Linked DNA regions of Mus musculus: regions 1, 2, 3 and 4 are each linked to region 5. Evidence: chromatin contacts called from public HiChIP or PLAC-seq and promoter capture Hi-C data. All regions are on one chromosome and are shown on one strand. The core of a region is the stretch at or near the end of the contact, and the rest is flanking DNA. Distances in the headings are between cores, read along the strand shown.

What was found. HiChIP or PLAC-seq counts read pairs in DNA pulled down with a chosen protein or histone mark. Capture Hi-C pulls out chosen DNA fragments and counts their contacts.
Region 1: a contact with region 5 is called in a promoter capture Hi-C map of liver. The contact joins the promoter of A930007A09Rik here to the promoter of Marf1 in region 5. A contact is called at or near these places in 3 of 39 promoter capture datasets (liver and pre-B cells), 2 of 484 Hi-C or Micro-C datasets (embryonic stem cells and pre-megakaryocyte-erythroid progenitors), 13 of 115 datasets of contacts at active chromatin or transcription factors (astrocytes, bone marrow-derived macrophages, effector CD8 T cells and 6 more) and 3 of 9 other capture datasets (adipose tissue, liver and macrophages).
Region 2: a contact with region 5 is called in an H3K4me3 HiChIP or PLAC-seq map of embryonic stem cells, with 13 read pairs. The contact joins the promoter of Pla2g10 here to the promoter of Marf1 in region 5. A contact is called at or near these places in 1 of 484 Hi-C or Micro-C datasets (embryonic stem cells), 6 of 115 datasets of contacts at active chromatin or transcription factors (bone marrow-derived macrophages, embryonic stem cells, epiblast stem cells and 1 more) and 2 of 9 other capture datasets (adipose tissue and liver).
Region 3: an H3K4me3 HiChIP or PLAC-seq map of bone marrow-derived macrophages shows a contact between it and region 5, with 6 times the contacts expected there. The contact joins the enhancer-like site here to the promoter of Marf1 in region 5. A contact is called at or near these places in 5 of 39 promoter capture datasets (the 3T3-L1 cell line, the C10 cell line, frontonasal cranial neural crest and 1 more), 1 of 15 datasets of contacts at CTCF or cohesin (the NIH/3T3 cell line), 2 of 484 Hi-C or Micro-C datasets (bone marrow-derived macrophages and embryonic stem cells), 23 of 115 datasets of contacts at active chromatin or transcription factors (the NIH/3T3 cell line, acute myeloid leukemia, bone marrow-derived macrophages and 11 more) and 4 of 9 other capture datasets (adipose tissue, liver, macrophages and 1 more).
Region 4: an H3K4me3 HiChIP or PLAC-seq map of the 230-238 cell line shows a contact between it and region 5, with 18 read pairs. The contact joins the enhancer-like site here to the promoter of Marf1 in region 5. A contact is called at or near these places in 14 of 39 promoter capture datasets (the 3T3-L1 cell line, the HPC-7 cell line, embryonic stem cells and 8 more), 11 of 484 Hi-C or Micro-C datasets (the 3T3-L1 cell line, 3T3-L1-derived adipocytes, the C10 cell line and 5 more), 27 of 115 datasets of contacts at active chromatin or transcription factors (the 230-238 cell line, acute myeloid leukemia, bone marrow-derived macrophages and 13 more) and 5 of 9 other capture datasets (adipose tissue, embryonic stem cells, liver and 2 more).

What each region holds. Positions count from the first base shown.
Region 1 is chr16:13,752,787-13,756,399 of GRCm38.p6, forward strand. A930007A09Rik (RIKEN cDNA A930007A09 gene) reads left to right here and starts at 1,778. Exons shown (of 1, transcript NM_001357954.1): 1 at 1,778-3,613. The coding sequence starts at 1,858.
Region 2 is chr16:13,728,740-13,732,551 of GRCm38.p6, forward strand. Pla2g10 (phospholipase A2, group X) reads right to left here and starts at 1,745. Exons shown (of 4, transcript NM_011987.4): 1 at 1,618-1,745. The coding sequence starts at 1,672. Pla2g10os (phospholipase A2, group X, opposite strand) reads left to right here and starts at 1,097. Exons shown (of 3, transcript NR_040574.1): 1 at 1,097-1,180.
Region 3 is chr16:13,862,436-13,865,891 of GRCm38.p6, forward strand. All of the region lies in intron 8 of Pdxdc1 (pyridoxal-dependent decarboxylase domain containing 1), which reads right to left. It also overlaps the pseudogene Gm19150. Among named protein-coding and RNA genes, the nearest start is that of Pdxdc1, 39 kb to the right of the region's middle. Within about 2 kb of position 1,301, at least 6 of the 459 cell types and tissues checked have an H3K27ac peak or open chromatin away from gene starts, as enhancers often do. A contact at or near this core is called in bone marrow-derived macrophages, where this site is marked.
Region 4 is chr16:13,843,122-13,846,707 of GRCm38.p6, forward strand. Pdxdc1 (pyridoxal-dependent decarboxylase domain containing 1) reads right to left here. Exons shown (of 23, transcript NM_053181.3): 15 at 2,214-2,302; 16 at 650-755. Among named protein-coding and RNA genes, the nearest start is that of Ntan1, 26 kb to the left of the region's middle. Within about 2 kb of position 2,105, at least 13 of the 459 cell types and tissues checked have an H3K27ac peak or open chromatin away from gene starts, as enhancers often do. A contact at or near this core is called in the 230-238 cell line and trophoblast stem cells, where this site is marked.
Region 5 is chr16:14,157,899-14,161,430 of GRCm38.p6, forward strand. Marf1 (meiosis regulator and mRNA stability 1) reads right to left here and starts at 1,376. Exons shown (of 27, transcript NM_001081154.2): 1 at 1,246-1,376. Mir484 (microRNA 484) reads left to right here and starts at 1,728; the gene lies at 1,728-1,794.

The DNA of each region.
Region 1 (3,613 bases), core at 528-3,027, 400 kb before region 5:
AGATCTCAACTCAGGTCAGAAACTCAAATTTAAGCCTTCCTAATTCCAGTATAGAGACTTGCCTCAGGCTAAACTGGGCTAATTTCAAAGGATCTGACGAAGGATAACTCCAGCTTATCACCTTGCGGTCTACGTATGGCATGGTGCTGCACCCTTTATCATTAGGCAGATAATTCTGGTTGCCAGCCTTGAACACTCCTGCAGCCAAAGGGGAGAGATTTATTTCTTTTCATCTGGAGGTCAGACAGCAATGTGCAGAAGTCAGTTCTCTCTCACCATCACGTGGCTCCTGGCGACTGGACTCAGGCTGTCAAGTCTTTAGCTACTGAGCCATCATCCCCACCTGCTACTCATGTTTATAAGTTTATAACTTAAAATTTAAATTACAAAATAAAATTCTGCAACTATTTTGAAAAATGTCAAGCCTAAAGAACACAGGAAAGAACTGAATAATGAACACCTATACTTATTTCATCTATATTCTATAATTATGAACATTTGCCATATTGTTTTCTCTAATTATCTTTATACTTTATTAACTTTTTATTCTTTGACAATTTTATACATAGATTTCTTGATTATATCCACTTCCAACTTCCTGGACACACCTTCAGGTCTTTTTATTTTCATCCATTCATTTTGACACAGGGTCTCACAGTATAGTCCTGGTTGGCCTGGAATTCTCAAGTTAGGACAGGCTGACTTCCAACTCAGAGATCTGCTTGCTTCTGCTTGTTGAGTGCTAGGACTAAAGTCCTGCACTATCATGTCTGACCTTTTTAAAAACATTTTAATAGGGGCTGGTGAGATGGCTCAGCGGTTAAGAGCACTGACTGCTTTTCCAAAGGTCCTGAGTTCAAATCCCAGCAACCACATGGTGGCTCACAAACCATATGTAACAAGATCTGACACCCTCTTCTGGAATGTCGGAAGACAGCAACAGTGTATATAATAAATAAATAAATCTTTTAAAAAAAACACTTTAATAACCCTCTGATTCCAATTTGTATTGCTTGAATGCTCAGGCCAAGTAGGGACAACCTATCATTCTTTATTCCTTTATAATTTTCTATCTATACGTTTGAAAATGCTTAAGAGTAGTTTTCTCCAAGTATAGTGGCGTGTGCCTATAGGCCTAAGTAAATGTGGCCTGAACTACAGGCCTAAATCTATTTAAAATGTACCAAATGTTTTAAAATCCATCAAACACACACATAAAGGTCAACCTTTTTCTCCTTTCATCCTACCCTCTCCCTCCCAGCCTCTACAATACATGGTTGGTTGGCGGGGGTGGGGGGGGTGGGGGGGTGGGGGGGTGGGGTGGGGGGGGGGACGGACGGACGGACACGCGATGGGGTCTATTAGGTCCTTGGGCAAGTTTATCAACAGTCACCAGAGAAGATGGGAGTACAGACCTAACAACACTAGATGCTAACTGCACCTGAGGCCAAGAAGATTCTCGCCCCAGGTACCGCTAGTTTCATTGTCATAAATTCTACTTCTTTTTTTTTTTTTTTTCCATTTTTTATTAGGTATTTAGCTCATTTACATTTCCAATGCTATACCAAAAGTCCCCCATACCCACCCACCCCCACTCCCCTACCCATAAATTCTACTTCTTGATACACCTAAGGATCCCAGACTGAGAAAAGCTGCCCGGGCTAGCACTGGGCGCAAACGCAGAAGGTTCAGCAGGTCGTCGTGCGCACGCGCAGCTCCCTTGGCCCGCTCCAGTTTCCTGGTGTGGAGCAGAATGCCGCTTCCCGCCCCGCCCCTTGCGTTGCCATGGAGAGTGTCTAAAGCCCGCCTGTGGCAGCGCCCTGGGCCTGGTGTCCTCTGGCGGGGTTTGCGTGGAAGATGTTGAGCCTCTCGGAGCTTCCGCAAAAGAACACAGACTTGGCGGAGATGCAGTCCGGGCCCTTGGGTCGCTGCAGTCACTTTTTTTGGCTGGGCGTCGCCTTCGACGCGGTGGGTGTGGCAGTGCTGTTCACTGGCGTCTTCGCCAACTTGCTGTTCTACGACATGCTGCTCTATTTGGGTTCCATCATCATCTTCGTCAGTCTCCTGTGGTGGATCTCCTGGTACACCGGCAACATAGAGGCGCTCCCGGAAGACCCCTTGAGGGGGACTTCGCCCCGCGAGAGCGGGGTGCACCGTAGCGGCAGCCGTCGCTTCTCGCTGACCCTTAGGAGCGTCTCCGACACCTTTCAGCGGATTCGCCGGCGACGGCGGCGGCGACTCCACCCGCGGGTCGTCCAGCGGATCAGTAGCATCAGCTCTACGGACCCGGGGCAGCTAGAAAGGAACTGCGACGCCAGAACCTCGGGTGGCAGAGCGTTGTTCCGTTCAGCGAAGCCTGAGGCTGTTCTGAATCAGTTTAGCAGAGTCCAGACCTCTAAGAGCCTGCCTCTGGGCATTGTCCACACCGGTCTTTCCATTTGTACTTCTAGGAGTCAACCTGTCTTTTCAGTGACTTCGCAGACCTACCCTTTGGCGTCTGACAGCAATTCTCAGATGGCAATGTCCTCTGACAGCCATGTGTATTTGGACTCTCACTCTCAGGAGCACTCTAAAATCAGTGTGGCCTCTCAGATCTACCCTCTGGAACGAGAAGAAAGTCAGAGCCACCTCTTGGTGATCCCTGACAGTTTATCTATGGTACCCGTGACCTCTCAAAGCCAAATCCTGCCCTCTGTATCTTCTGAAAGCTGTGTGCCTTTGGGCCCTCACTCTCAGGGGCGCTCTAAGATCAGTGTGGCCACTCAGATCTACCCTCTGGAACGAGAAGAAAGCCAGAGCCACTTCTTGGTGATCCCTGACAGTTTATCTATGGTACCTGTGACCTCTCAGAGCCAAATCCTGCCCTCTGTATCTTCTGAAAGCTGTGTGCCTTTGGGCCCTCACTCTCAGGGGCGCTCTAAGATCAGTGTGGCCTCTAAGATCTACCCTCTGGAACGAGAAGAAAGCCAGAGCCATCTCTTGGTGATCCCTGACAGTTTATCTATGGTACCTGTGACCTCTCAGAGCCAAATCCTGCCCTCTGTATCTTCTGAAAGCTGTGTGCCTTTGGGCCCTCACTCTCAGGGGCGCTCTAAGATCAGTGTGGCCACTCAGATCTACCCTCTGGAACGAGAAGAAAGCCAGAGCCACTTCTTGGTGATCCCTGACAGTTTATCTATGGTACCTGTGACCTCTCAAAGCCAAATCCTGCCCTCTGTATCTTCTGAAAGCTGTGTGCCTTTGGGCCCTCACTCTCAGGGGCGCTCTAAGATCAGTGTGGCCTCTAAGATCTACCCTCTGGAACGAGAAGAAAGCCAGAGCCATCTCTTGGTGATCCCTGACAGTTTATCTATGGTACCTGTGACCTCTCAGAGCCAAATCCTGCCCTCTGTATCTTCTGAAAGCTGTGTGCCTTTGGGCCCCCACTCTCAGGGGCGCTCTAAGATCAGTGTGGCCTCTCAGATCTACCCTCTGGAACAGGAAGAAAGCCAGAGCCACTTCCTAGTGCCCATGCCCTCTGACAGTTTCCCCGTGGTACCCATGACCTCTCAGAGCCAAATCCAGGGATCTCTGGCCCAACAAAGCCATCTCCAGAATCTTCCTCTTGCCTCTC
Region 2 (3,812 bases), core at 495-2,994, 430 kb before region 5:
TACATTGGCAGTGAAACCTTGCCCTGGGCTGCTGTGACTCCCATTTGTCACTTAGAGCATGTTTCCACCACAATAACTTATTTGAGGGCTCTCCACTAAACTTAAATAGAATCATGTTTTCATGGAAAAAGTTCTATCTTAGAGGTGGTTCAGATCAGAAGATCAGAAGAAAAATCTGGTCCGTTTGAGAATCCGGGGCATAACCCAGATGGAAGCATACACTGCTGGCATGCACTGGGTTCCATCCCCAGTATCATAAGACAAGGTAGCCCACGCTTGTAATCCTAGCACTTGGGAGACTGTGGCAGAAAGATCAGAAGTGATGCTTCTCCTTGGCTTGATGGTAAGTTTGAGGCCAGCCTGGGCTACATTTTCCTCTCTGGATAAGTCTGCTCTCTTCTAATAGCCCACACACTTCCCTTGAGCCTTCCTTGGTTCCCATTTGGGATGTAGCTCCCAGCTTCACTGTCCCCCAAGCCCCAGTGGAGATCCCAAGCTAGATCCCGAAGCCTTCCTACCTCCCCAGAACCCAGCTTTCCCTCCAGTCAGGCCATCACACTACTGCCCCTGCCTTCTCTTCAGCCTGCTCCCTGCTGCCTTACCCTGCCAATGGCCCATGCTGCTGCCTGTTTATTGGGGGTGCCCTTCTAGCTTGCTCTTCCAGAACAGATCTCTGACTCAAGTAGCTCTGGCACACGGAAAGGCTTCTAGGAAAGGTCTGTTGACCTCAGGAGCCACCAAGTCCAGGTGAGACACACCTAGCCTAACCACTCCCAACACCATACCCTGAAACCATCTGCAGAGCTCCCCCTACCCCACCCCCAGCCACTCTCTGCTTTTAGAGGCTAAGACTGCCCATGAAGGGCCCAGGTGAGGGACACACAGCAGCACTAAGTTTGGAACCAAAGAAAACACTCCCTTTATGCCAACATAGGTGGGGCAGGCCAGGCTGGGGTCTGTTTGCTCTGTCTACCTGTGGGCAACCTCCAATGGCAGTGCCAGGACCCACAGGGCATTGTAAAAGCTCAAGGTCTACGCCCATTGTGGGCCGTCCTAGGCATCCCTGAGCTGTGTGCTAGCCGGCCAAGTGCTGCTTGGAGCAACTGTGGCATCTGAGATGTTGGTCTGGGTGAGCCTGTCCAGGAGGAGAGAGGCTTCACACCTGCACCTCTGTACCCAGGTAAGGCCGGGGTTGGTTCTGTGCCTCTATGCTTTATTGTACTCTAGGATTAAAGAATCACCAAGAGGGGCCTTTCTAGAGTAGTAGGAGTGAGTGAGGAAAACCCCCTCTATAAGTGATAGCCAGTTCACATGACTCAGGATCAGAGGCTAGGAGCTTCAGGCTGCTGGAGAGGACCGCAGTAACTATGGGGTTCAGGAAGGGAGGACTCTGAGACCAACCCCTCTTCCCCTTCTGAGTTCCTGAGTGAAATGCCTAAGTGGAGGGCTCTGGAAGGAATCAAAGACATGACTCCTGGGTGTCTGGGAAGATGGATGTGTGGGCATCTGATGAAGGGACTGGGGATTTTAAGGCTTCAGGGTGCTGGAACTAGGTGTTGAGTTGGGGCGGTGAGGAAAAAATCCCAGGCAGGAGGAAGCCAGTCAGTCCTCACTTACCTTCGCTGAATCCGGGTCCAGGTCCCAGCAGCAACAGCAGCAGTAGCAGCAGCATTATTGCCCGTCACAGAGGTGGCCCACACATAGGAGAGTGACAGGTGTAGGACTGACCAGAAGGGCCAGTATACTCACCAATCCTGCCGACCCCCACCACCAGCCCCGCCCCCTACCTCACCTTCTTTCCGTGGGGCGGAGTCAAGCAGGAGTGGTCACCTGGAGCCTTGAGGAGTGACTGTCTCTGACTTCTGCAGATTAGTTCCAAAAAGTAATCCAGACACCAAATGGAATGCTGAGGCCAAAAGGGGATCAGGTTCGGGGATGCCTCCACAGAGTGTAAAGATGCTGCTGACGCTGCAGTTAAAATGCGGGGTGGGGGTGGGGGAGGGAGGGGGACGGTATGCTAATTTTCGCCGTGTTATTCTAATTTACTGTAACATTTTACAACGCGGGTAACTGCTCCTGTGGGGCAGTCACAATTAACACTCTACAATCTCCTCACTAATACCACCACAAAGCGAGAAACTGAGGTAGTCAAGGGTTGTCCCAAGTCAGGCAGCCATTTCTAATAAAAAGAGCTGGAGCCTTGGTGGTGGTGGACTAGAAAGCTAGGTCAGAAGAACGTGAGGAGTTCGGAACCAGCCTGGACTATACAATGAGGCAGACCTCGGAGAGGTGGGGGAGGGGCGCTTACGACACAAGGGCTGGAATGGAGCGAGCAGGATCGTGTGGGAGTTATCTATCCCGTGCAGTCTGCCTCAGGCTTCCCGTTTGTGGATGGTTATGGTTCTTCTGGGGAATGTGTGTAAGCAAGGAGGTGTACTCAACTGATGCCTACTTTTCATACTGAAAAGGCATGATAATTGGGACACATTATTGCTTTTTGCCCCTGAGACTAGCACTATTCAATTGGTCAATAATTTTTGTTGTTTAGATTTCATATCTGATCTGAGTGAAACCTTGGAACCACCCCCCCTCCATGGACAAATTCTAGTAAGGGTAAGAATGATCTCCAGAAAAAAAAAAAAAAAAATGACAAGGTGAATTGGGTTTCCCTGGCTTGAAGGTTCACAACACAGGTTGTACGCCTAGGACCCCAACCCATTCACTGTCATAGAGAGACACTGAGGGTCTGAGAACTGGGAAGCCAGAGGCATGGTGAGATGGCTTAGAGGGAACCACACAAGCCTAGAAACCTAAGTTTGATCCTAAAACCCATGTAAAGGGGGAAGGAGAGAACTGATTCTACACAGTTGTCCTTTGACCTCTGGACTTGTACTGTGCCCTCCCATGCATCATGTTCATATATACACACTAAAATAATTTTAAAATGTTAAGTATTAAAAGTAGGTGGTCCATGCCTTTAATCCCAACACTCAGGAGGCAGAGGCAAGTAGGTCTCTAAGTTTGAGGCCATTCTGGTCTAAATTGTGAGTTCCAGGACAGCCAGGACTACCACAGAGAGACCCTGTCTTAAAACAAACAAATGAACAAACAAACAAACCAAATGAGGAGGAGGAGGAGGAAGAGAAGAAGAAAGGAAGGAAAGAAAGAAGGAAGGAAGGGAAAGAGAGAGAAAGAAGAAAGAAAGAAGAAAGAAAGGGAGAGAGAAAGAAGGAAAGAGAGAAAGAAAAAAGAAAAAAGAAGAAAGAAAGAAAGAAAGAAAGAAAGAAAGAAAGAAAGAAAGAAAGAAAGAAAGAAAGAAAGAAAGGAAGGAAGGAAAAGAAAAGAGAAGAGGGGCCATGAGTAGAACTCATTCCACTTGGTACTCAATCTGTCTTGGTCCCTGCTATGATAATTCACAGGGACAAGTCTTCCTTCCTTTCCTGCTACCCAGTGGGTAATGCTCTTTCCATTGGAGTGTGCGTGCCTTCTACAGTCTCATGTCATGCTTCTTGTGTGGCCATCACTACTCTGCCTGGCCTTGGTCACCACTCAGTCAAACCTTTTTGATATAGGACAGATGAGATTTCAAATACTCCAAGTTTTTAGATTATAGAAAAAGTAAATGACAACCTGAGTGTTCAGCACCCTAAGAAAGGGCATGGCCTCCTGTGACCCCAACACTCAGAGCCACCTGTTCCAGGAGGGTCCCTGCAGATGACCATAGGGCATTGTTTTGAAATTGACGTCCTGGAAGATGCTTGGGTACTCTACTGACAGATGAAAAACAGAAGTTGAGAGTAGGGACAGGACTG
Region 3 (3,456 bases), core at 51-2,550, 300 kb before region 5:
CAACTTGATTAAAATATAATTTACTTACAAAAACCCCATTCATATAAGTATATAGTTCAATGAGTGCTGATACATGCTCACAGTATGTAACTAATGTCACGATCAATACTGATTTTATTACCTTAAAAGCTCTCCATCCTCACTGTAGCTGGTCTCCTCCCTAACTCATGACCCAACAATCTTTTATCTGTTCCTTCCACTCAAGTCTTGTCTGTCCTAGGGTGCCAAGAGAATGCACCATGTGCAATTCTTTGTACATCGGCGTGCCTTTGAAGCTCCTCCACACTGAAGTGGGGGCCAGCACATCTTTGTACTTACTGATTAGTGTCCTACTGTAGGCAAATGCCCTAATTTGCTTATCCACTCACCTCGTGAAGAACACTCAAGTTATTTAATCAATGAACAAACACATGCATAGAAATCTTTGGTTGGAGATTGTTTCATTTCTCCTTGATAAACTACAGTAAGAAATGAGTGGATTACAGGATTTACATTTGGCTCTCTGAGCAACTGCTCAAGTTTACTGAATGGCTGCAACATTTTGTATCCTAATATTGTGTAACAATTTCCTCCGAGAAACATGTGCCACCATGCCTACTTTATGTGGTGCTGTGCAATAGCTTTTTCTCTCCTTTGGTGATGAAGATACAGGCCTGATTAGACCAGATGAAAGAAGATAAAGGCAGGTTTATTAGGAGGCAGCTCTTACGTGGGTTCATCAATGTCAAAGGTGGAGGTCAGTGAAGTCACACATCTATCCTTAAGGGAAGCTCCATAAGCAGAAAGGTAAACAATTCAAAAGAACTTCAGGAAGTCCCTGAAACTGACCAGATTCACCAGGCCCTTCCCTGGCAGAAATTACAATACAAGCTAAGATTCCCTCTCCGAAGAGCAGAGCCAAGCTGCAAAGAAGATTTAGACAAGCAAATCAGCAAAGACAACTCTGAGACCAGTGGAGCTGCCTGGAAGAGTTTGATCGCAACAGAGGAATCCTGTGATGATTAAAATTACATTTAAAGTTTAGACTTACTACGCTTGAGACCAAAAAGCAAAAAATGCCTCTAACATATACGTCTCTAGCTTCTACAGGCTGTACCCTAGCAGTCAAGCTCTTTTCTTCCCAGCTGTTGAAAACTACTCTTAAATTGACAGATCTTGTAAAATTTGCTGTTCTTGCAAAATAACAGGTCATAAGACTAACTGCTATTTCTGCTTTTGTAATTAAACTTGATTACTCTGCTAAAAAGATGACTAGGATAACTGCAAAATAAAGATGTTAAAATAAGACTCTGCCGATCCACTGGCAGAATACATGTAATCTTGTGGGTTTCGCCTTTATATGCCCTGGGCTGATATGGCTAGCTGCTGCATCTTGGGAGTGCTCTCAGTTACAGTCCTGGTGTCATGAGGGCAGTATTTAATAAAGCCCTTCTTATTAAAATTTATCCATGGTCATGGTAAATCTCTGAGTGATCCCAGAACTGTGACAACTCCAACCTACTGAGCTGCCTGCAAGCTGTGCAGTGTGCTCCAGGTTGCCAGTGTTGTGAGCTGTCACTCATGCTGGGGTAGGCTTTGGTGATGCAGCTGTCTTTTAGTCATTTCTGCTTTAAGTAAACCCCAATAAAACTCACTGGCTCACCAAGTTTGACTTTAGTGGCATCTGACTTTGGTCTGTAGTGGGATCCCTATCTGGAGTAAACTTTGTCACACAACACCCTACCAAGAATGTATGTAGCTGCTGTGACCCCTGTAAGCATCAGGCACCTTTTCCCTCAGCAGTGTAAGGGTCCCTTTCCAAAGGGAGGGACTGGAGCCAGGGTCAAAGGCATAGCAGACAAAGATTGAACTAGATCTTGAGCTCTCATTGTGGTTTTACTTTATTATCTTATATTTTTAACACTGCCTGACCCTGAACTCACTATCCATCTTAACCCAATCTTGAACTTCAAACTTGTGGCCCACATACTCAGAGTGCTGACTCACTGACAGGTGCTGCCCACCTTTGTTTCACTTAGACCTAAGGATCAAACTCAGAGCTTTGCACACACTAACTACCAACTGAACTACATCCGAGACCTCACTATGGTTTCTCTGTTCAGACCAGACTGGCCTTGACTGTTGGTCCTCAGGCATTGGCCTCTGAAGTGCTGGAATTAGAAGCTATGATCTAAGTATAGACCAACATATGGAGCTAAACTGTATTATTGTAATGATAATGACATTAAACATCTTTAAAGTGTTTATATACCCATGTGGTAAATTATCCATCCAAATGTTCATTTTAAAGCTGTCTGTCACCTTAATTACTGAAGTGGAACAGAATGTTAAGATTTTAGATATAAATCATATGCCAGAAAAAAAAAAGTTTTGTAAATACGTTTCCCAGCCTACTGCTTGCTTTTACTTCTTAATAGGGCTTTTGCTTTTGAGATAGAATCTATTATATAGCTCTGGCTATCCATCCTGGAGCTTGCTGTGTAGACCAGGCTGGCTTCTAATGTACAGAGAGATCCACCTGCCTCTGCACTGCTAGTGCTGGAATTAAAGGCATGAGCCACATACCCAGCTCAATCGGGTCTTCTCAAATAGCAAAAGCTTCTTATTGCTGGGGCCTGAATCCAGGACCCTGGACTTGCTAAACACAAGCTATATACTGAGTGATGCTCCAAATCAAGTAAGTCTGTCTGTCTCTCTCTTTCTTTTCTTTTCTTGTTCCATTTTATTTGCTGTTTCCAAATGTAAAAAAGAAAGTCAAGATTCTTACAATTCTTACAACAGTTTGAATGAAACATCTCAGACAAGCAAAGCAATTCTTGTACACATACCCATTTCTCTCCACCTTTGCTGCTTCATACAGTGTGACTGATAAAACTGATGGCTTGTACTCAGTGGGAAAATGCCATTTCTTTACACCACCACATAGCAGTTTCTACTTTTCTGCAAGTCAATTTTTAACAAGTTACTTTGCTCTTTTCTTTTAAACGTTAGGAGGCACATGGAACTGGAGAATTTGGCTGCTCCGTTTTATTCAGCGACTGCACAAATAAGAACAGCAGTCTCCCCGCTACAGGTGGCTGGGCTGGTAGATACTAGCTCTAGTAGATTCAATTTCCTTTATATCTTGCAAGTCTGGATTCCAGAAGAATAATGAGGAACCCACAGGTGAAATTTAACAGTGAAGCTACATTCAGTTACATTCTGTTAATCTTTGCTATTTGCATAGACTAAAGACAGTTTGCTAAATGGCACTGAAAATCCTGACCCAGGTGACATGACTTAGTCCAAATGTTTCTGACTAAAGAAATTATACAACAATATTTATAGGCTAACTTTTAAAGAGATGGTTGACATTAATACTGTACATATTTTACATATAAAATAGGTCCAGGCATTATTACCTCTGAGAGTGTCATGTAAGCACTTGTGATGGTTTATTTGCTGGAAGCAGCAAAG
Region 4 (3,586 bases), core at 855-3,354, 310 kb before region 5:
TTCACAAAATGCCACTGAGGTTGTTTTGTGTCGGTCAACTACTCCTGGCAGGTGAAGTATGGATGGATGGTGCCTACTTCCTGACCTCTTTGCCAGAAGGTATCTAATTGCAGACAGGTTCTTTGTTGGGGGCAGGGCCACCTATGCCTACTTCTACTGTTTGGCTTGACTCTGGGCAGGTGTGTGTAAGTTGCCATAGTCTGCATGAGTGCTGAAAGGTTTTAAAGCTCCACAGGTTACTCAGATGTGCATCTGGACATAAGAAGTCAGCAGAATAGAAAGCCTAGAATCAGATGATATCAAAACACAGGAATCCAATGGTTCAAGATGTCTCACTCTAATAGTGAGAAGTTATGCTAAAACTTAAATTTAGCCTTAAAGAAAAGCTTCTTCAGCCAGAAGTGGTTGCACACATCTTTAGTCCCAGGACTGAGGAGGCTACCTGGTCTACAGAGTTTCAGGACAGCCAGGACTATTAAATAGAGAAACCATCTCTTCAAAAACCAAAAAAAGAAAAGCTCTTTCAAAGAGAGACGCTGCAAACTCCAGGAGAGCAGAATTACTGTAAGATGGACACACTCATCCGGCTGCTGGCCATCAGCAGGTGTGATGGAACCCTGAGGGGCAGAGCTGCAATTAATTGCCTTACCTTCTGCTGTCATCAGAGGGCTGAACCGAACACATGTGCCATCTACCTCCAGGTCTATGACAGTGAGGCCACACTGAGGCACCAACTGTTTCAACTGTTCACCCAACTGCAGGGAAAAGGACAGAGAACACTTCTGCAACAGGGACTTAAATATCTTTACCACCCACCCTCACCCCAGACTAAAATGGCTTCTGAAGCTAGTTCCCCTTATTCTTCAGGGTATCTTTCAATACTTAATAGCAATTTTTTGTTTCCCGTGCTGGGAACAGAGCCCAGGGGACTTTGCCCCTCACCTACTCCCACCCTACTCTTCCTACCTTTTCCAATTAACAGTTCATTTTATGTTATTCTAACTACAAATTCACTTTAGAAAAACATGCAATACAGTTAAGTCAAAAATATGAAATAAAAATGACCCATATCCTCCTAACATTTGACTGTTGACATGCAGTTTATTTCTCAGGGTCTTTTCCCTGTGTTTATAACAAAACATGATATTCTATACACCTTAGGAACCTCCTCTTTTTCTTTGTATGTATGTGTGAAGGCACACATTTGTGTGTGTGCATGGTTATGTGGAGACCAGAGATCAATACTGGCATTTTCCTCACTTTCTGAGACACGCACGCCTTCTCATGGAAACTCGAGCTTCTCAGTTTGCTCATGCTGTCTGCTCAGTGAACTCCCCGAACCACCCATCTCTGCGTTCCTGGTGCTGGATTGTAGGCATGCTGCTGTACTTGGCTATTTTTATAAACATGACGGCTAGAGCTGAGCTCAGGTCTTCATGCTTACACTGCTTGCACTTTGTCACAGGTGACCTACTCAGCCCCCCAGATTGCTTTTTTCCCCATCTACTTTGTGATCATTTTCCATCTGTTTTAAACATTTGGCCGTAGGTTTATAAGAGCTGCTATGAATGGCACTGCATGGATATATTATATCTTATTTATTAGAGCCTAGGAAATGACACTGCTGTGAACATCTTTACCCTGTTGAGAACACTCAGGAAGTCTAAAATCTAGAGGTACTGCACTCCAGTGTCCAAAGAGCCATTAGAGTAGAATGCTGGCCTGTCCTGCCTGGCTGCCACAGGTGCTCGGGAACACCTGTTCCTTCTGATGCACTTGCTTTGTTTCTGACACAGGTCTTACTATGTAGTTTAGGCTGTTCTGGGACTATGTAGACTAGGTTGGCCTCAGACTCTTGGAGATCCACCCGCCTCTGCCTCCTAAATGCTGCGATTAAAGGCATGCACCAATACACCCAGATTTAGCAACTCTCTTGTTGCCCAAAGCAGAGGTACTGTGTGCGGGCCAGGCTATTTTATTGTCTTTCATAGCAATTAGGAAATGGTCACAGAAGCAAAGTGAGTGGCTTGCCAGAGGTAACAGTGTCTGATGTGGTGATATGAGTCAGAACAGAACAAGCCTGGTGTCTCTGTATGAAGTTCCTTCCTGTGGGAATGACTAACCAACCACACATGACCATGTTATACAGGTGTGAGGCCAGGAAACGCTGTTCTGGATGTAAAGAAGAAAAAGTAGACAGCAGCCATCTTTACCCAGCGGTTCAGTGCATCACAGGAGTGTCTTTCCCGGCCAACTGCTGCAGGTGCTATGTTGGATACAGGAACAGCTTTAAACGCTGAATCTGAGGCCAAACACAGAAAGGATTCACTCCCAGAAACAAAGCTACAATAAACATTACAACTCAATCCATCAACAGCATCATATAATAATGAAATCAAAATGTCTGACCTGTTAATACTTTTCTGATGAACTAAGTAACTTCTCAATGCATTTCTATAATAGGATTTTTTTGTTTGTTTTTGTTTTTTCGAGACAGGGTTTCTCTGTATAGCCCTGGCTGTCCTGGAGCTCACTTTGTAGACCAGGCTGGCCTCGATCTCAGAAATCCGCCTGCCTCTGCCTCCCGAGTGCTGGGATTAAAGGCGTGCGCCACCACGCCCGGCTTCTATAATAGGATTTTTGTTGTTGTTCTTAAAGACAGTGTTTCTCCTGTGTAGCCTTAGTGGTTATTTCTCTATAGATCAGGCTGGCCTTGAGCTCAAGAGATCTGCCTGCCTCAGCCTCCCAAGTGTTGAGTTTAAAGGCATGTACCTCCAATGTCCATAGGATTCTTAATTTTCTTTTTTAAAAATAATTTCAACACCAGCCTGGTGGTGCACATCTATAAAATCTCACTCAGCCTTTAGTAAAGCTAAGGCCAAAGGGCTGTTATGAATTCAAGGCCAGCCTGGGTCCCAGGGGAAGATTGTATCTTAAAAAAAGAAAAGTTCCCTTTCAAGGAATTTCAAATGGAATAAAAAAAAATGTAAATACACCATAAAGAAAATAAACCCCACTATGTATCAAGCTAAAGCCACTGAAAAGTGGTAGTGCTCTGATAGAAGGTAATGGAGCCTATGCAGACAGGAAGGTGAGCATTCAGTGGAAACAGTAATAAAAGCAGTAGGGGGAAGGGTCTGAAGCAGGAGGACTGCTACAAGCTAAAGCTAGCCAGGCCTACAGAATGAGATCCTGTCTCAAACAAAGAAAAAAAGAGAAAGAAAAGGGATGAAGAGATGCGTATTTGAAGCAGCAACACCACAGCCACATTTAAGGAGAGAGTAGTGTTTCTAGGAACAAGGAAAGGGCCAGTGTGACTAAGGAAGGGGCCAATGATGGAAGCAGCAGCGATCAGGAAGGAGGCAGACCTGACAGCAGAGCCTTGTGGGTGTGGTGCGGAGCCCTAGATGCTGATGGCTGCCAGCAGGCTGACATGACTTGTAATGTTCACTAATTTCTATGCAGAGTTTCTTGGAAGAAACTGTGTGCAATATGGGAATGACAGTGTCACCTAGATGAAAGTTAATGTGCCTTGGACTAGGCTGGTGGCATGCTGGTCATTTTTTGTCCTTCCCCCCGCCCCCCT
Region 5 (3,532 bases), core at 126-2,625:
CTACACCAAGGTGCCTTCAATATTGCTCAAAGAGCCAGGAGTGGTAGCTCAGGAGGCAGAGGCAGGAGGATATCTGCAAGTTTAAGGGCAGCCAAGTTCCAAGCAGCTGTGGTTACACAGTGAAACTCTGTCGATAGATAGACAGATAGACAAGGCAGGCAGGCAGGCATATATAGACAGATTACTCAGTTCAAACAAATATAAGGAAAAACATTAGTGGCCTGCAGCCTAAAAATTTCCCAAATATTCCTAGGAATTCCATTTAAGCAGCCGAATCAGTCAGGGGAAGTTCTAATGTGAGAGAGTCTTCCTTTCTGAAACTCAGTTTCTGAGCAACTTAGACAGTGGCTGAGAATGCAGTGTGCAACATTGTACTGCCTGCATGTTGGTTCTGAAGGCCACCTATCTGTGCTGCTGTGGGCATGTCATCTTTATAAACATAAGGCCCATCTCTTGTGAGTCTAATCATCATAGCAACCCCCTCACTTATTTATTTGTAGTTTGGTGACAAGAGATACCTGAGGATGAATTATTTCCCAAATGACCTCCCCCCTGCCACAAACTCCCAGTCCTATGTATTTGCTCGTCTTCTACCTTTTAACTAAAATGACTCTTTTTTCTCCAATAGAATATAAATTCCATAACAATATTGACTGTATGTGAATATACGGTATCCCAACCTTCCAACTCAACTGTGCCTCACAAATATCAATAAATGACCCTGGACAAATGTAGAGCTCACTGAAGGTGAAGAAAGACCATTTAGCTGACAATTTCCTTGTATGCAAAACAGAAAGATCCTGGAAAGTCCAAAAGATACTAGTGCAACTAGAAAGCACCACGTTCGTGCTAGAATTAATTGGGGAGGTGGCTGAAACTGAAACTGCATCCAAAGTGGCTATTAAAACAAAAACAAAAAAACAATAAGGGACTCAGCCACACAACTGTCCTTTTTCTCAACTTTCCAACTTTGCACATCCTGCGAAGGTTGCTACTGACACCTGGAGGGCCGGGGAGCGAGCAGGAAGACAAGCGCCAGCTGGGACTAAACGCCTCGGAAGAGACCGGGGGAGCACTGGAGAGCGACTTTTTCGCACGGCCCCTTCGGCAAGTCCCAGTCCCGGTCCTTCAATCCCAGAAGCATCAGTCTGAGGGGGGAAAAGGCGTCGTTTCCAGACCAGCTACGTTGCTGATCAGAGCATCCGGTACGCCCTAGTGGAGTCCCGGCACTGACAGAGGACTCACCTCAGCCACTAGCTCCTTCTTGGCTCACATTCCGACACCGCCGCCTACCCCCCACCCCCCCCAGGCCCTTTATTTTGATTCCCGACTCCGCAGCTCCCGCCGCCGCCGCCAAGCGCTCCCTCCACTTCCGCTTCCGCCCCGCCCCGCCCCTGTCGCAAAACCGATACGCTTCTCTACTACTAGCCCCGCCCCTCTCTCCGAGCCTCCCTGCCTCACCTCTTCCTCCATAATACCACACCCTTCCTCTGCTCCGCCCCCTATGGCCGCTCCCTTTCTCCGCCCATTCCCAGCCCGTCCCCACTCCGCCCAGTCGCTTCCTCCAGTAGCCCCGCCCATTCCCCCGTCCCTCCCTTCCCCTTTCTGGCTCCACCCCTCCCTGAGTCTCGCCCAGTCTTTTCTTTCGCCCCGCCCTCGCCTCCGCGTATTTCTCCGCGCAGGGCACGCTGGGAAGTGGGGGGGGCGGGGCCTCGCGGCCCTGCAGCCTCGTCAGGCTCAGTCCCCTCCCGATAAACCTCAAAATAGGGTCTTACCTAGGGGGCTGGCGGCGTATTTTTTTTAGCAGGAACCCCAGTTTAGGAGTTCTCACTACTGGTTTGATGACGCCATGTCGAACGGATCTTCCAGGCGAAGAACTAGGGAGCTTTTGTGATGGAGTCAAGGAAAGGCTTGCCAGATGGGATTTGTTAGGGTTCCGCTCTAAAAGGTCTTGGGAGCGAGGACTAAGGAGAGAAGATTAATGTGAAATAAAGTATTAATGCTCTGCCTCGTCACGTGATAACCCTTATTTTTACAAATTAAATCGTGCACGTTGCACTGCATCTTTTAGCGCAACCTAGTGGCCAGTGGAGAAAGAACAGTTAAACCTGCCAAATGGGCTTTTGGCAAAGTCCTCCCTACCTATAGCAGTTTCAGTGCTGATCAAGTACATGCAAAGACTGCTGCTGAATATTGACACCAACAGTTAAGAGTACATGATATCCTTACCCAGTTTTATTTTTTCTTTTCAGAGACAGTGTCTCACTTGTGTAGCCTTGGGTTGGCCTGGAACTTGCCCCGCAGACTATGCTGTACTCGAACTTGCAGTCCCTTGCTTTCTGAGTGCTAGGATTAAAGGAGTTTGTGTCACCTGGCAAACGTTTTGTTTTAATAAACCTAGTGCTTTGTAACCAATACTTTTCAGATGACAGGTTGGCCACGAAAAAGAAGATGCTAAAGTTATAAGAACTTTGTGAAATCAAAAATACTTCATGTTTTAAACAGATAAACTGTTCTGTATCCTCGCTACCCCTATCCCCAACCCCACTGAGCCTTGAAGGCTTCACTTTTACTTGACCTAAATATGAGTTGGGTTTTTTTGTTTGTTTTTCCAGACAGGGTTTCTCTGTGTGATAGCCCTGGTTGCCCTGGAACTCTCTGTACACTAGCCTCAAACTCAGAGATCTGCCTGCGGTTGCCTACAAGTTCAAGAAGTAAAAGCATAACCTTTATTTAGAACCATGCCTGGCTTAAATATGAGTTTTCAGGATTCCATAGGGGGAAAGATAATTTCTGAAATTTCTAGCTCTTTGCTGCTTTCTGTTACAAGTTAGGAAAAAAATATAATCTAAATGTAGGCACAGTATAGAATGTCCTAGCTGGTTATTACTTTAAAATAGTTATACTTAAAAGTCTGCCAGAAGCCGGGCAGTGGCGGCGCACGCCTTTAATCCCAGCACTTGGGAGGCAGAGACAGGCAGATTTCTGAGTTCGAGGCCAGCCTGGTCTACAAAGTGAGTTCCAGGACAGCCAGGGCTATACAGAGAAACCCTGTCTCGAAAAACAAAACAACAACAACAACAAAATTAAAAGCACTACCTACTATTTAATAAAAGTAGGTTTCAACTTTTTGCCAGAAGTAGTGGCACAGTTCCAGGGCAACTAGAACTGCACAAAGAGACCCTGTCTCATTAAAAAAAAAAAAAAAACCAACTTCCTTTTTTTTTCCTTTGCTCAGTAATAATCTTCACATTTATGAAACAAAGATAACAGAGATTTATTATTGGTGTTTCACTGGATACTTTGCATTTGATTCAACTCCCCAAAGACCTAAGTTACTAAACAGAGTTCTCCTCTACCACCCATGAGGACAGGATCAAAGGAAGAGAAGTCAAACTCTCAGCTTGGTCACAGCACAAAAGCTACAAACAAAATGAACAGAATTTTTTTTTAAAAAAAAAGAGCAAAGCCAACTACAGTAGCCCAGGACTTTGATCCCAGCTCCTTCAAAGGTAGAGACAAAATTACAAAT